Regions from separate parts of the Zea mays genome. Here all the other regions are linked to region 1. Evidence: chromatin contacts called from public Hi-C data. All regions are on one chromosome and are shown on one strand. The core of a region is the stretch at or near the end of the contact, and the rest is flanking DNA. Distances in the headings are between cores, read along the strand shown. Region 1 holds the start of LOC100191657. Region 2 holds the start of LOC100382635. Region 3 holds the start of LOC103646242 (CLIP-associated protein).

Region 1 (3,714 bases), core at 604-3,103:
AGTAGCTCGATACTGGTCACCAAAGGCGTGCCTTCCTATGCAAATAGGTTTCTTCCAACCTAAAGAATGAAATCTCATAATTTGGCAACTTTATTATTTGTTGCATTGAACGCACCATACTGTACTATTTACTTACCAGAAAGGATTCTTGGGATGTTTTTACACAAGATGGGCTCACGAAAAACAGTCCCTGCCAAGGGATGGATGCTAAAATTTAGCTATCAAAGATCAAGGACATTTCATATAATTTTCCAGTACGTTAAACCTTAGATTTCTAGAAATAAGAAAGAGCAGAGAGTGAACCATTTAGAATATTCCTTATTGTGCCATTTGGACTCCGCCACATAGACTTGAGTTTAAACTCTTTTACTCGAGTCTCGTCTGCATAAAAAATGCACATTAATGCCCAAATGTATAATTGAACATGGGAAACCATAGTTGAAGGGACTTACCAGGCGTAATTGTTGCACACTTAACAGCAACATTATACCTGTTGAGACACAAAACAGGATCTTATCAATGCAAAAATGTGTACAAAATGGTTTTACACAAGCGAATGAAGTTCACGGAAGGTGCAGCATGATTCTAAGACGATCTATAATAAATATTTTGTGTCATGATACTCGAAAGCGAATGAAGTTCACGGAAGGTGCAGCATGATTCTAAGACGATCTATAATAAATATTTAGCTCCAGGACACTAAGAATGTAAATCATGATCACCAGAACAATAGTAGAAGAGTGGACGATTTAATATTTAATAACCAACCAAATATTTCTAGTGACTGGGTACTGGATCGCACCATTACACCAGTATGTATTACTAGAAATGAGTACAGCAACCCTGTTACAGAATGAATTGGAAACCAAAAACATTTTGGTCTCCTAGTATTGCCAAAAGGCAAGGACTTATCTACCAACTGCCACAAAGAAAATGCACACCACTGTAGATATTTGATAGACTCTTCATGGAAAGCTATCAGGAAAAAGGAATCCAGGAACTTTAAACCCAACACCTTAATGTTAGTGCTTAACCTTCTAATAAGTGGAGGGTAATTGTCATGCATGCATAGTATTTACATGCTATGAACAATCATCCATGATTAGGCAATATGAATGAAGAAATAACGATTGTCAAGCCAACTAGATTATTATGCCCCATGAAAAGCCCTCCAACCTTGTTCCTAGATGCTTTGGCGACAAAGTTGGCGATAAGAACAATAATTGGCTTAACATTAGCCCAATCGGGACCCGAGTGTACAAAACAGAATTATGACTTACTTCAATGTAGCCTCGGCACTCTCGACGGTGACCTCATCATTGGTGGCATCGCGATTGAGAATTCCAAGATCGTAGTACTTCACATCCAACTCCAGGTATGGGAAGATGAGCTACACACAGTTCAACCCCATTTCATCCCGCTCGCATCAGCAAACCATCAAGTGATCAAATTATAGGTTACGTACTATGGATCTAAAACAGCAGAAAACAATATATAAATTCCACAGACCTTATCCTTTATCATCTTCCAGATGACCCGCGTCATCTCATCCCCTGAAAACAAAACAACCAAAGCAGTCCAGTCATCAGCTCATCCACACGCCTACGCCCACGCGAAACGAAAGAGAAGAGAGGCGGGAGGCTCATCCACACACCTACACCCACGCGAAACGAAAGGGGAGATGCGGGAGGCCGACGTACCGTCCATCTCGACGATGGGGTTCTGCACCTTGATGCGGCTCTGCTCGGCCACAGCGGCGGCGGCGGCGGCATAGCAGCGGAGCGAGGCGCCGCGGAGCACGCGGCTGCTCCCGGGGACATGGAGGCGCGCAGGAAGCAGGGAAGGAAGGCGGCCGCCGCTGGCGGGGTTTAAGGGGATCAGTGCTTTGGCCACCGCAGCGGAACCGGAGACGGAAGCACGAGCCATGGTGGTGGGGGCGGAGAGGAGGCAACGGGGCAGGAGCAGGTTGCGCATCCCACGTGCGGAGCGCGTGAAGGAGCACGCGGCGCGTATGAGGCGCGCCGGTGAGGGGGAGGGGACGAGGAGGCCGAGGCGGGGGCCGGCGCGGGCGAGAGGAGCGTGTCTGCGTGTGGCGTGGCGACTGGCAGGTGGCAGCGCTGGTTCAGCCGGAAGGGAGAAAACGTGCCCGACCCTACAGTTCTGGCACGTCGAGCGTCGCGTTACTGGTGCGGTAGCGACTGCAGTTCGGCTCGAGGTCACCAATCCGGGTTCCGGAGTATCACTGAGTAGTGAGTATTTTTTAGAAAAGCGAATATTATTAATATTCCAGTTTCTGTAGCGGTTGATACATTCGACTGTCAAACTCACAAACATGGGTTCTACATTGGAACGAAATCTCACATTCTACAAGGATTTCATAAATTTAAGCTTTCAAACTATGCTCTCAATCTATGAGTAGTGAGTATATATTGCCAACTTTTTTGCAATTTGGCCCTTTTTATGTTTTTTTGCACAATTATGCCCCTGGCAGTTTCATTTCAAAAAATGGACCCTTAGCTCGGCGTCGTCATCATTGGCGCCGAGCTTCTGTGTGCCGGCGCCAATAATATTGGCGCCTGTCTGCCTGACGTGGAGGCTTGGCTGGCAGTGACGTGTCAGGGGGTCGGCGCCATAGATCTTGGCGCCGACCCCCGTGTCGGCGGCGGTACACGTGTCAGGGGGTTCGGCGCCATAGATCTTGGCGCCGACCCCCTGTATTCAACGTGGGAGACAAAATTATGTCCCAAAATTTTGAACTCACGCCGCCCCCACTGGACCCCGCGTCGCCCTCCGTCGCCGGATCCCCGCGCCGCCCTCCGTCCTCCCCCGGCCCGCGCTACTCCACGGTCGGCGCTCCACCACCGGCCGGCGCCGCCCCGCCCGACCCGGCAGCCCCGCCCCGCCCCACAAGCGCCGCCGCCGCCCCGACCCTCGGTCGCGCCCGCATAGGTAAATTTTATATGGTTTTTGTTATTGTGTAAGCATTTTGTGTTAATTATGTTAGATTGTATTGCTATGATTTGTTGTTTTTTGAATGTAATGAATGTTAGTTATTGTGATAAATGCTGATTTGATTGAATATTATGAATGTGAGTCAAATGTGCATGTTTTTTATCCTCCCCGTGCAGGGGAGGTGCTGTCAAAATTTGCAATTATTATATATGAGTAATTTATAAGGTGGTTAGTATATTAGTGGGTGGTGGTTATATTTATACTTATTTAGGTAGTAATTAGTGGTTTGTGGTTAGGTAATAACCATCCACAGTTTATATTAAATGTTTAATTGGTGTTTCAAATAGATGGACAATTTTTTGAGCTTGTATCATGGAGGCAATGTGGAACAAGATCCTTATGGAAATGCCAAGTTCATTGATATGCGACACGTGCCGGTACTATTCGATGGTAGACCCTCCTTGAGAGATGTGTTTACAAAGGCTAAACAAAAGTTAGGTTACCATGAAGCTGATGACATTGCGGTTGACGGAGTGCTTAATATTGGTCATCCACTAAATGTCATAAGACGAGTCATCCCAGTTGATTGTCAACTGGATTGGGATAATTATATTACTTCGGCTATGAAGACCCATTTGCAACTCATGGAGGTTGTGGTGCGTCCGGTTGTAGTAGACCGTCCCCCTGAAGACTTTGATCGTGCTATCGATGACGTGTCAACTGTTCCTGATGCTCAATCTGGCCCCAATTTGATCCCATTAA
Region 2 (3,714 bases), core at 577-3,076, 400 kb before region 1:
AAGGGTCCTCATTACTGCTTACTGGACCCAATGATCCAGGAATAGGTACTAAAGAAGCAAGGCCTGTGATATGTGTATGATTAGATAAAGAAAAGAACAAGGATTAGATAAATAAAACAACAAAAACCACTACAGAAGGCTAGTGAAATGAATGTATCAACATCTACGCACCTGGATAATGAACATATGTAGCAACATAATCACCAAAAGTGGATGAGTTTATTGGCACCTTCTTTTGCAAAAATCTGTTGCTAATCAGTAAGGCTGAAGTCCTATCAAATTTCTGGCCTAATGGCACCAAATCAATGGTCACTGTTGTCTTTTCAGGATCTTGAAGACTACTCCCAGCACCCATTATCCGAACTTGACTCTGTTTCAAGAATGTACCTGCTGCCACCTCGATTTCTAATTCATCAATTCTTGGAAACAATTGATACGGCGCCACACCAAGATCAAGCTGAATTTGCATAGGATATACACAACCACAGGGTGAACCAATTGGAGTCGACGTAAGTGGAGCAGAACAAGTTGTTCTGCTGCAATCTGTCAAAACTCAGGCATGAAAAGGTCTTATTATTGTTGATTTCTTCATACTTAACAATAAGATTTGTAATCTATATTGTACAGCTGAGAAGGTAAAAAAACCTTGTCTTTCTGGCGAAAATGATGAAGGTGGTGGGGAAGCATGGTGTCTTCTTCTGTGATGCCTATGCACTGGGTGAGCAATAATGGCGCCTGAGTATCAGAAGGAACAATGATTTGTATGAAGAATGCTAAATAGAGCAAATAGAAAGGTACATGTTGAAAAAATATATTTTCGTTCATGGTGAGAAACTGAGAGTTATATCTGATTGCTACACTTATACCATTCATGTGCACAGACCTCAAAGGGTTTTTTGTGCTTTACCTTCAGGTTGAGGAGAAGGGGCTGGGCCAGGGGCTAGTGCAGGAAAGCGATGCTGGTGGGTTCTACTCCAGAATCCGAATAAGTATGATGCAAGACTTGTTGAGCTTGATGTTCCCAGTTGCACTGCTTTGGATATTCAAACAAGAAACAACAAAAACAAAGTATACAAGTCATGCACCAAACATTGGGTTTCGTTCCCTGCATTTGGAACTGTACAGTCTGTATCCAGTTAAGGCAGCGTAGAGTCCAATGACAATTGACACTTGAACCAGTTGAACGAACTGGCAAAGCCTAAAAATTTCGAACTCCATATGAGACAGAAAACGCTCCGCTCGCACCATACTGTAGCTCTTGTCATATCTACGCACGCTGTTTTAACAACCCAGGAAGTCCTACTCAGGCACGCGGACAACCATGCCAGGAGAGTGAGTTCACCGGCGGCGGCGGCGCCAAAGCCAAAAAGAATCGAAGTGCAGTTTTTTTCAGAAGGAATACCAACTTCTACATGTGAAAGCCTGAGGCATGATTCAGATGCGCTCGGAGGAATCACGAGAGCAACAGCTCCACGGAGCAAAAGGCGAAACCATCTTCTGCCTCGCACAAGACCAGTGGAACTTGCCACGCACGTCATGCCCCGCGATCCCACCGCAAGAACGCAACCCGCACTAGAATTCGCCCCGGCATTGCCACTGGAACCCGAGAAAAACGCAAAGCACTGAGAAGAAACGAGGAGAAATCTCAAGGACGCACCGCAGAGCACGACGAGGAGGAGGAGGAGCGCCGCTCCCCGCGGCGGCATCGCAGGACGTCGCGGGTAGGAGAGGCCCGGCTCAAGGCGACGCCGCCATGTGGACCCCTGGCGGGGGATCCCAGCCGAGCAAATCCGTCTCCTTCCTCGCGCTCTGCTTCCGCAGCGCTGCTGCTCCTTCCTTTCTTTTCTTTTTTTTCCTCGCCAGAGTCCTTTTTGGTTCTTCGCATTGAAGTGAGGCGCTGGTCCCGAAGCAGCATTAATTGGCGGGTGGGAGATACTGCACCGAGACGAGCGAGGTTTTCCTTCCAGACGTGCCTTGTTTTTTTAATACTATTTTTTTTTGGTCCAGGGTGCAGAGTAGACAGACCGCCCAGTTGTTTCTTCTATTCTCACGCTTCTGAACTCTTTTGGAATTTTTTTATTTTTTTTTGAAACAGTTTCTTTGCTACTTTTGGAATTACGTTATGGGGTTTTACTAGTACACTCAGGAAAATCGGATTTTAGATAAATGTGTTAGGCTTTGAATTTTTTTTCTCACAAACCTGTCTTTTTTAGCGAAAAAGGTAAAAAAACGTATCATAAAAAGGTCATGTTTAGTAGAATCCAGCTACTGGGCAACTAATGCCTTCTTGTTTTTAGGGGGTGTTTGGTTAGAGGGACTAAAGATTAGTCTCTAGTTTTTAGTCCCTTTTTTGCCAAACACTAGGACTAAAATATGAACTAAAATGATTTAGTCTTTAGTCCTTCACATAGGTGCTAAAAGAGACTAAAAGCTCATAATTATCATATTGTCCTTACCTTTTTATAGATAACTAATATTATGAGTATATTCTAAGGGTATTTGAGTCTTTGGACAATGTATTTAATGACTTTAGAATCTATTTAGTCTCTAAAACCAAACATATAGGGACTAAAGTTTAGTCCTAGGACCAAAGTTTAGTCCTAGAACTAATTGAAACCAAACATGCCCTTAGTTGTTGTAAGATGGTAGCCTGGCTGCTGGCTCGTATGTGCGGAGTCAGACTGTTTTATGCAAAGGCTAATCAATATATAGTCTTTTGTTTGCTTATTTTCATTAGTGCATTAGGGACCCATACAACTCGTATTTGATTGTTTATAGTAGAACGTGTTTTAAAGAAGAGTATATAAATAAATTTTTAAATATTTTATATCATGTGTAATCTAGTTTTGTTTGTAAAAACATTAAGAACATAAATATGAAATTGGTTCAATGATAAAAACCTTTCAATTAGAAAATATAACGAAAAAGAAATCAAAATGCAATCTAGAAGTACGTGCATGTTGCACGCGCGCGTACCCGCCAGCCATGGCTACTCAGGCTGTTCGCAGTGACATGCTGTAAACCAAATTCTACCCGACATACAGTCAAAAAACATCTGCAGCGGGGCACTGCACACGGGACTGTAAACGTAGAGAGGCCCTGAGGAACTCTATTTACAGCGTACCTACTCTTCTCACTCCAAACATCCTTCTCTCGGTTTGGCTGTACGGGAAGCATGCGAGCAAGTAGCCAGCGCAGCAGATTTTTGCAGCAAGAGAATATAAAGTGAAAAAAAATAATATAATATATGATAGTTGATATAGAGTTGGAATATAGAGTAAATATGACCGCGAAAAATTGTGGTATAGAGTAGAGAATCTTGCTGACTAGGATAGAATATTTCTTTTAGAGTACGAATTTAGAGTAGTATGAGTGCGGCGCCTCAGAAGTCAGAGCCTTATTTTTTTGTATCACGTCCATTAAACCAAATAAACCGTGCTTTAAGGGTATGTTTAGTAGTGCTGCTTCGTTTCAAAAATAAAAAAATAAAAAAATACTGTTATAGGTTGTTTCAACTTAATAAAAAATATGGAAGCTTGACTAAATTTATATAAAAAAATAGCATCCAGAATTATATCTCCGTATAGATTTATTATAAAAAAAATGCATTCCATGATTAATCTAAATAGCTTAGGTCATGGCGTTGCTCGAGCTAGCTGTGGGCCTAACAAAATTTTCACGGGAGGCAAACAAAAACAGCGGTGCCGGTGCTGC
Region 3 (3,714 bases), core at 836-3,335, 270 kb after region 1:
CGACGACCACCACACCTTAGAGTTCTCTGTCGGTGACTGCAGACTGGTTTGGTTGCGTCTCCTACACCGGTAGGCGGTGTTGCTCATACCGCGCCAAAACATTAAGCTGGGGCCATGCTATGCCAACCCGTTCAAGGCGGTGGGGCCCATCGGGGAGGCCGCCTACTGTCTGTAGCTCCGGACCAACACACACATTCACAATGTCTTTCACATGGGTCTCGTCAAGCCATTCCATGGCACGCAACCAGATGAAATCTCCCCCATGGAGCAGGGTCGACTATTGCCAAACTCCTATAATGTCCTCAAGGCCTAGGTACGACGTGGCACATTTTGCATGTTTTGGTGCACTGGGCGGGGCTGAGCGAGTCCGACGCTACTTGGAAACTGGTCGACAGTTTTCGCCATTCTTACCCTAAAGTTTAGCTTGAGGACGAGCTGTTTTCAAAGAACGAGGCGGATGTTATGACCGACATCACCTACCAAAGGAGACGTCCTTAATAGAATTAAGTTTGCTAGAGAGTTTATTAGAGTTAGTTAGCAACATATTGTCCACAAATTGGTTTGTTAGCAGTTCGGTTGACATTTTTATCCAGATTAAAGGGTTGTTAGGATGGCTATAATAAGTAGACATGCTGAATAAAGAAAACAGGCAAGCAAATCGTCACTGGACTTCTGTCCACCATACAAGCTTTGGGAACAGCATCTCTACCAACCTCATCGTATTTTGTTGCCGGTATGTTTTTCCGATGTTGCTTTCGAAGACATTTTACTAAACTCTTTCCCTGAAGTCCTGTATCGGTATGATTTCGAGTGCTCCGTTGATCCATTCAATGTTTTAGCTGTTTCTGCATTTCCTAAATTCTTTTTATGAAAGAAGGCATTTGATTTCTCGCGCTGTGAGCCCACCTAGAGCCTAGAGGCAGGCATGAGCAGCCTGGTCCATATACCAAAAAAAAAAAATGTCTCTCGAGTGCTCACCTATGGATCGATGGCGCGCGACAGCACGAGTGCCCCATACTAGCAAAAAAGGCGGGAGGCGATGAGAGATGAGATGATGGCCGGCTCTCGCCCTCTTTTCTGTCAGGCTCCAGAAGATTATCATTGTTCATGGACAAGGCTAAGCACCCAATAAGCGACGAATGGAAAGCGTTCTCATTCTTCCTTCAAGCCGTCGTAAGCTTTCAGCAAAGGATTTGGATGATGTACTACTAGTAACCCAAGATGTAGTTGTGCTAGTAACCCAAGATTTGTCTGCGTACTGCAGGCACTAGCAGCGCGAAGAAAATACGGCGTACGGGTACGATGGCCGTGCATAATCCGTGAGTTGTGGATGGATTATGATGATCAGTCTGGCGCTAATCGCCGGATCGGTTGAGGCGTAACGTCGCCGCAGTTGGTTGGTGCTGGTGCGAGTGCGCACATCATCCGGCTGGCATGGCTACGCGGAGACAAGTGCAGCAGCGTTCGGACAGTCGGACGGATGCCTACCAGCCGCCGGAACTGAAATTGCCTCGTCTCCCTTGGTCGCCGTATCTGATGGGTACGAGATATCACCATGACGTGGCGTCATGCTCTCATTAGCACACTTCTCTTTCAGATTAATGTAATAAATGGTATACCAGTGCATAGTTCTTCAGATTTCTCAGATACATATTAGGTGTACATCAGTTGTGGCTGAAGTCCAGCTGCCGTAACAATACCACTCAGGCCTGGAAATGGAATGATGCTGCACTCGGAGTCTCGAACGAACCAGCAGCTGCAGGGGACAGGCAGGCCACCCGCATCACGGGTGGTGGAAATGATTTGGAATGGATTGCCATCTCCTCCCACGCCTTCTTTACCTTGCATGACAAGGGTATGGATGGATTATTGTTTGTTTCAAGCCATTCCAATCCAGAAGAGAAACTGGCAGCTCAGACTGTGGAGAAAAGGAAAAACAAACCGTTTAAAATACGTCCAAAATTTCCACGCGCCACCAGCTTTTGGCGCAGTTTCCTTCTGCCCAGCCAGCGGTGTCCACAGTCCACCGTTCCGGTCTCCCGGAGCCACAGTCCAGAATCCAGAGTCCAGTTCATACGGAAGGCTTGTACGCAAAGGCCTCTCGGGTGCAAAGGATACAAAACATCAGGGGGCTAACTGCACAAAATCCACCAAAAGCCCCAGCCCCCAACCACCCTGCATCTGGTGTTCGTCTCGCTGTGTGCGCTCTCTGTCACTCCCCCACGGCCCACCTCACCCCTCCCGCCCCCTCCCTCCTCAGATCCGGCCATCTCCTGCCCGCCTCGCCGCCGGTCCCGCGGCCCGGAACCCTAAAGCTCACCCCCGTGGCGGTGCCCCCGGTCGCGTGGGGAGAATGGAGGCGGCGCTGGAGGCGGCGCGCGCCAAGGACACCAAGGAGCGCCTGGCCGGGGTCGAGCGGCTGCACGAGGCGCTCGACGCCGCGGCGCGCCGCGGGCTGACCGCGGCCGAGGTCACCGCGCTCGTGGACACCTGCATGGATCTGACGCGGGACGCCAACTTCCGCATCGCCCAGGGCGGCCTCCAGGCGCTCTCCGCCGCCGCCGTCGTCGCCGGCGACCACTTCAAGATCCATCTCAACGCCCTCGTCCCGGCCGCCGTCGAACGCCTCGGCGACGGCAAGCAGCCCGTTCGCGACGCCGCGCGGCAGCTCCTCATTACTCTGATGGAGGTGAGCTTCCTTTCGTCGCCGTTCTGAGCGGCCTGTCGTCTCTCCCCCGGAAATGCATGTAGCTGGGGAGCTAGGTTAAGTTATGAATTTGTGCTAAGAGGTCGAGCTGGTACAGGTTGGAGATTTGGGGCTTGTTTTTTTTAGGTAGGTTGGGTGGGGTGGGGCACGGTAGATGTACAAGTTGCATGGTTGTGCTCAAGCGAGAAATCCAAAGGTCTATTCGGCTGACCATGATAGTTTGATAGGCATAACATTTAAATGGATCAACGGGCTATATGTTTGTAGGAATCGTGTGCTCTTGGGCTCGACTATTGTTCCTAAGGTGAACATCCAGTGGCATATCTTTTGTTCTCCTGTGATTTTGGTTATAGCAAACAAAGATAAAATTGGGATTCAAGTAAATTCTTAGCTGCTTCCCTGTATGCAATCTGATATTTGGGCATCTAAAGTTATTGCAGTATAAATTGTATACTATTTTTGTACTATTTTTACCTGTCAATGCTTTATTGCAGTATATTAACTAATATGATACTGTCGGAGAGAAAACTCCAGCCGGGTGGCTTAATGCACCCGCCTAATCCTGTGAACTAGGGGGAGCCTAGGGATTTGCCTGACCAGTTGGATGAACTTGAGAACACCAGGGTTAGAGTGGTTCGGACCGCCGGAGCGTAATACCCTACATCCACTGTGAGTTGTATTGCATGAGGAATGGGAGTCTGCGTGTGTCCAAGGGTCTCCGAGGGAGTCTGTCCTTGTAACGTTATGTGCCCTTCCTTTTATAGCCCAAGGGGGGCACATACAAGAAAGTTGAGCTCCGACAGGCGGGTCCAGGAATATAGTAATAAAAACATACTACATGGAACAATTGATGTCGTCGGCGGACAGAGATCTTCTCTTGGTCACCGTGCAGATTTCTTGACCAACCTTTCCTTCGCCCTGTCTTGTTAGCGTATGGGCGAAGGCTCTGGTATGGGTTGCAACGTAGATTGGCACGCTGACGTGCGTAGGAGTGTGCGTAGTTGCCT

Evidence for each region. A called contact is a pair of places that touch in the nucleus more often than the background predicts.
Region 2: a Hi-C map of tassel shows a contact between it and region 1, with 3 times the contacts expected there. The contact joins the promoter of LOC100382635 here to the promoter of LOC100191657 in region 1. A contact is called at or near these places in 2 of 25 Hi-C or Micro-C datasets (leaf and tassel).
Region 3: a contact with region 1 is called in a Hi-C map of ear, with 1.8 times the contacts expected there. The contact joins the promoter of LOC103646242 here to the promoter of LOC100191657 in region 1. A contact is called at or near these places in 2 of 25 Hi-C or Micro-C datasets (ear and endosperm).

Annotation. Positions count from the first base shown.
Region 1 is chr2:31,594,254-31,597,967 of Zm-B73-REFERENCE-NAM-5.0, forward strand. LOC100191657 reads right to left here and starts at 1,854. Exons shown (of 15, transcript NM_001137086.1): 1 at 1,701-1,854; 2 at 1,510-1,553; 3 at 1,281-1,390; 4 at 453-490; 5 at 304-381; 6 at 137-190; 7 at 1-59. The coding sequence starts at 1,707.
Region 2 is chr2:31,196,786-31,200,499 of Zm-B73-REFERENCE-NAM-5.0, forward strand. LOC100382635 reads right to left here and starts at 1,827. Exons shown (of 8, transcript NM_001175359.1): 1 at 1,658-1,827; 2 at 908-1,033; 3 at 646-735; 4 at 172-543; 5 at 1-63. The coding sequence starts at 1,706.
Region 3 is chr2:31,863,068-31,866,781 of Zm-B73-REFERENCE-NAM-5.0, forward strand. It overlaps LOC103646242 (CLIP-associated protein), which reads left to right and starts at 2,086. Exons shown (of 21, transcript XM_008670969.3): 1 at 2,086-2,689. The coding sequence starts at 2,354.